2 separate regions of the Sus scrofa genome follow, and region 2 is linked to region 1. The links are chromatin contacts, called in public Hi-C maps. All regions are on one chromosome and are shown on one strand. The core of a region is the stretch at or near the end of the contact, and the rest is flanking DNA. Distances in the headings are between cores, read along the strand shown.

Region 1 (2,690 bases), core at 119-2,618:
AGAGCATAGGGGGTGGCGGGGGTGGGGGGAGGGAATGCACTGGGAAGCACAGCTTTCTGCTAGCTAGCGGGCCTGTAAGCTTGCTGTGGCGTGGGGGGTATTCTATGGGGACCCACCCCTTCTTCTCTCCCCTCCCCAGCACGGGCGCAGACCAGGCTCTTCTCCCAGGTTCCCTCTGAGGCGGCTTTCCACTTCCCCGCCCCTAGAGTATTGCTCCCTTCCTCTGCGACAGCTTTGTTTTCTAGTCTCCCAGGCAGTCTCTGCCCCGTCAAATGGTTTAGAGACCTCCCAAGCAGTTTCCGCTCTTCCCCGCCCCCCTAGCCCAGGGACTAATCTCTGGAGCTGAGGTCTCGGTGCCCAGCCCCCCCACCAGGCGTCCCCCGGCCCTTTCTTGGGGACTAACCTTCGGAGGCGAGGTCTCGGTGCCCAGCCCCAACCCAGGCGTCCCCCGGCCCCCTCTCGGGGACCAACCTTCAGAGCTGAGGTCTCGGTGCCCAGCCCCCACCCAGGCGTCCCCCGGCCCTTTCCCGGGGACTAACCTCTGGAGCCGAGGATTCGGTGCCCAGCCCCCACCCAGGCGTCTCAATTTTTGCTGACTGTGCCCGTAGTTCAGATGGTCCGTTGGGTTCTTGATCTTTTTTCCGTACTCCGACTTACTGCTACACTCTTCTCTGCATCTGGAGATTCCTCCGGTTCGTTTGATCTTTCCCCCGGTAGGAGACTTTCCAGGGTGCGGGATCCCTTTCTCCTCCGCAGTTCCCTTTCGGGAGCGCCCGTCCCGCTCGGATTCACCTTCTCTCACTCTCCTCTTTTCTCCCGTTCTGCCCAATAATGTCACGAACTTCTTGCCGTTATTGGAGTTTAGGTTCCTCTGCCAGCGATTGGTTGTTGTTCTGTGCGAGTCATTTCTTCTGTAGATGTGCTTTTTTTGTTGTGTTTGTGGGAGAGGGCGAGCGTGTCCCCCTACTCCTCCGCCATCTTGTCCTCTCCCCAGTCATCTGTTGATGTATACTTAGAGTGTTTCTATGCCTTGGCTACTATAAATAATGTTGCAATGAACACTGAGGTGCATGTATTAAAATTAGAATTTGAATCTTTTCTGTATATATGCCCAGGAGTGGGATTGCTAGATTGTACGGTGACTCTAATTTCAGTTATTTAAGGAACATCCACACTTTTTTCCATATTGGCTGCACCAATTTATATTTCTACACACAGAGTAGGGGGATTCCCTTTTCTCCACATCCTCTCCAACATTTATTATTTATAGACTTTTTAGTGATGGCCATTCTGACTAGTGTGAGAATGTGAGGAAACCTCATTGCGGTTTTGATTTGCATGGCTTGTTTGAGTGTTCTTAGTCCAATGAGAAAGGAGAAGTGAGACCTCATACCTCTTTGGGGCCCACAGAAACAATTCCTTTCCTTGCCCTACCCTCAGCCGCTTCCCCATCCCACAGCTCCAGAGAAACGTCCTTCAGATTCTGTAGGGACTGAGAGAAGGAGGGGGCAGAACTAATCCCAAAAGGTGTGAGAAGAGGCTAGCAGCAAAGAACCGAGAGCAGTCTTGGCTTCTGCTTTTCATCTGCCTAGATCCAAGCTGTTCAATACATAGCCACAATCCACAAGCGGCTCTCTGAATTTCAATTTAAATGATTTTTCCTTGGCTGTGTCCATGGCGTGTGGAAGTTCCCAGGCCAGGGACCGAATCCACACCATAGCAATGACCTGGGCTGCTGCAGTGACAATGCCAGATCCTTAACCAGCTGTGCCACAAGGGAACTAAATTTCAATTATTTTTTTTATACATTATGTATAGTGTCCAATTTGATAAATTTCAACAGGTGTATATTCTGTGAAATGATCACCACAATCAAGATAATGAATAAATCCGTCACCTTCAAAATAGATCTGCTTTCTGTCACTGTTTATAAAATTCTAGAATTTTACATTATGGAATCATACAGGATGTACTTTTTTGGTGGGGTCTAATTTCTTTCACTCAACCTAATTATTTTGATTTTCATCCATGCTGTTGTGTGTCAATAGTTCATTAATTTTTATTCCTGAGTAGTGTTCCACTGTGTGCATGTACCTCAGTTTGTAAATCCATGCATCTGTTGGTGGATGTTTGAGTTGTTTACAGTTGCTATCACAAATGAAGTTGCAATGAGCATTCATAACTACATGCTTGCATGAAAATATGGTTTCATTTCTCTTGGGTAAATACCTAAGAGTGGAAAGAAACTGCCAAAGAGTTTCTCACAGTGGTTGTACAATTTAGCATTTCCACCAATTGCATATGAGTGATCCAGTTGCTCCCTGGACAACACTTGGTGGGATTATTAGTCTTTTCAAGTATTTTTTAGCTATTCCTGTGGATGAGTATTAGTATCTCCTTATGCTTTTATTTTGCACTTTGCTAATGACTAATGGTGAGTATTTTTTCATGTGCGTATTTGTCTTCCAAATCTTGGGTGAAGTGTCTTAAAATTTTTGCTTGTTTAAAAAGTTGGGTTGTTGGTGGTCCCACTGAATTTTCAGAGTTCTTCATATAGTCTTGCTACAAGGACTTTGTTGGGTAAATGTGTCGCAAGTAGTTTTCCCAGTGTTTGACTACCTTTTTCATTTTAATAACCATATCTATTGAAAACTAAATGTTTAAGATTTTGATGAAACTCTATTGATTGA
Region 2 (2,690 bases), core at 89-2,588, 150 kb before region 1:
CTTTGCTTCTGGCTGGTGGCAAAGCTGAAGTCTTCTCAAGAGCACCGTTTGGCTGATCCACGCTTTGGGGGGTTGGTTTCCTGCTTGACCTTCCCGAAGGGCCCTGAGACACCTCTGCACACAGTCCCACTGGGCCTCAGGCAACATTTATGAAGACCAGGGGCTTCCTGAGGGTATGAGGGCATATTGCAATGGTGTGTGTGACCCTTGCTCCCTGAGTGTTTACACAGGCAGAGTCCGACCAGACTGTATGCCAAGGGTAGCTTTAGGGAGAAAAGAATGGGGCAGCTGAAGGCAGGTAGGTGGAAGACCTGAGTGTCTTAGTTGCTCCCCTGTCACCAGCCTTTATAAATGATGGCAGAGGAAGGGGTAGGGAGTGGACAAAACGAATCCTGTTCTCCATAGGTCCCAGGCATCCCGTGGCTTCAAAATCTCTCAACTCCTTTTCTCATTTCTACAGATTTTATTTAATCCTAGGCTGGGGGATGGAGACAGAAATGCTAAAATAGCACTCTTGGGCATCCCACTGGGACTTGTTTTGGTTGCCCTGATGGTCCCAGCAATCCATGCCGGACACTGCGAGCAAGGCCTTGTGGGTTCAGACTCTGCGTTCCCGGGCTTCCCTCATCCCTAGCCTCCCTCAGCCCGCCTCCCAGACTCCCCTCGTCCTGCCCTTTCGGGGGAACCTATGGCTTTTCTCCTCCTCATCACGTTTGTTCACTCCTGTCTCTTCTGCTGCTTCCTCGGCTCTTCCTCCTAAGTGCTCACACCTGCTCTCCATCCCGAGGACCCCTGATGTAACCTTGACCCAGCTTCCTGAACCTGCCCGACCAACCCCAGAAGGATGTGGACCACAGCCCAGCTCCACTTACAAAGGAGGGAGATTAAGGACAGCAGCTCTGGGTGCAGGAGCGGAGAGGCCCTGGGGCGGGTGACAGAGATCTGACAGTATTCTCAGCGTCACCTCGCAGCATGCCAGCTGCCCCATTTCCCCTTTCTTTCGGCTGCCCTTCAGGGACGGGTGGACTCACTCACTTTCCTGGCCGCGAAGAGCAGAAGTAGTGGCGAGGATGAGGATGAGGAGAAAGAGGGAAGCCACGGAGACCTTCATCTTCTCGAGGGGGCAGTTTAGCTCCAGGGCAGGGCTGAGCGGAGGTGGGCTCCCTGCTGGTCCTCCCTCTGAGCCCTCAGCTCTCTGGACTCTGACCGCTTCAGAGCGGGTGGAGGAGGAGAGACAACGGGCCTCCCTGGGTGTCTGCCCAAAGGGAGGGTGGTGGAGGGTAGGGGCTGGTGCAGAGGTGAATTCAGTCAGATTTGAATCCGTGTGAAGGAAAAAAACGAGTGGAAGGGAAAGTGTGAGCATGCGCCGTGTGTCAGCACCTCGCACGCCCTAATTCGCTTAGTCCTCACCGCAGGGAGGAGAGATTCTCACTCCCCTTTTAAACAAATTTAACTTATTTTTTATTTTCTTTTTTCTTTTAGCCCCACACATAATGGAAGTTCCGAGGCTAGGGGTCAAATCAGAGCTGCAGCTGCTAGCCTACACCGCAGCCACAGCAACTTGGGATCCGAGCTGCATCTGCGACCTACACCACAGCTCATGCTGGATCCTTAACCCACTGAGTGGGGCCAGGGATTGAACTTGCATCCTCATGGATATTAGTCGGGTTCTTAACCTGCTGAGCCACAGTGGGAACTCCTTCACTCCCATTTTGCAGAAAGCAGGAGAGCACAGACTGAGGCAAGGGTAGGGTTTAGTGCCCTCTGAAAAGGATGTTCCCCCCACCCCTCCCAGAACCCATGATTGAGCTCACTTTTGTCACAGGTTATGTAACTAATAGTAAAAAAAAAAAAATCCTGATCCTTGGTCCCCACTTGTTGCTGAAGTGTTTGGTTTATTTGTTAATGTTCTCATTTATCTCTTTGGACCTTGGACTCAGAACCAGTTTTAGGTCTAGTTGTCTGATCCCTTCTGGGTGCCCGCTGTGTGGGTTAATCGGATCTGCCACTGTGACCAGCAGAGGGCGCCCCAAGACTCCAAGCCCGAAAACCTGCTTCTGAGACCCAAAGTTCTAGCTTCTGCCCTCGGGCTTTGGCTGAGGCTGGACCCGTCCCTCAGCATCTTCTCTCTTCAGACTGCCTCAGGACCCCGTTTCAGATTGGAGGCAGCGTTCAGAGAAGAAATGAAAGAGAGATTTTGCCTTTGATGGACTGTGAACTTCTGAAGCCTGAGGGAATGTTTTGGGAGATCAGAGCAGAGGGAGGCAGAGCAAAACAAGGACTATGAAGATCCTTATGGGGCTTGCTGATTGGCATGACTGCTCATAAATAGGGAACACATATGATGCAATTAGTCCTGGTGGGTTCAAGGCAGTTAATGGTGGTGAAACCGTGGCTTTTTATGAGGGTGGGGAGAGTGTGTAGGTGGGACAGCACTTGACCTCTGTTCATGGAGGCGATGAAGTTCGAGGAAGCCTGGCTGTACCTTTAGCTGCAGGCACCCTCTTGGGCCTTGTCAGTGGAGGCTGGAGGCCAGGGAAGGTGGTCGTTGTGCCTACACTGGGAGTGCTCTTTCTCTAAGTTCACAGAGTGCCTTGTTGAACGTGGAAGCCTTGGGGGACAGCTGGGTGTTGTTCTTGGAGCATAAACTGCCTCTTGATTTCTGTCTCACTGTAGCCATCCACCCACCT

What was found. Hi-C and Micro-C count contacts between places; a contact is called where the count stands out from the background.
Region 2: a Hi-C map of blood shows a contact between it and region 1, with 4 times the contacts expected there. The contact joins the promoter of CCL16 here to the enhancer-like site in region 1. A contact is called at or near these places in 1 of 5 promoter capture datasets (liver), 26 of 47 Hi-C or Micro-C datasets (adipose tissue, alveolar macrophages, blood and 14 more) and 2 of 2 datasets of contacts at active chromatin or transcription factors (alveolar macrophages and skeletal muscle).

What each region holds. Positions count from the first base shown.
Region 1 is chr12:39,467,124-39,469,813 of Sscrofa11.1, reverse strand. No RefSeq gene overlaps it. Among named protein-coding and RNA genes, the nearest start is that of CCL4, 12 kb to the left of the region's middle. Within about 2 kb of position 1,368, at least 3 of the 83 cell types and tissues checked have an H3K27ac peak or open chromatin away from gene starts, as enhancers often do. A contact at or near this core is called in alveolar macrophages, where this site is marked.
Region 2 is chr12:39,616,835-39,619,524 of Sscrofa11.1, reverse strand. CCL16 (C-C motif chemokine 16) reads right to left here and starts at 1,338. Exons shown (of 3, transcript XM_003131714.4): 1 at 1,036-1,338. The coding sequence starts at 1,111.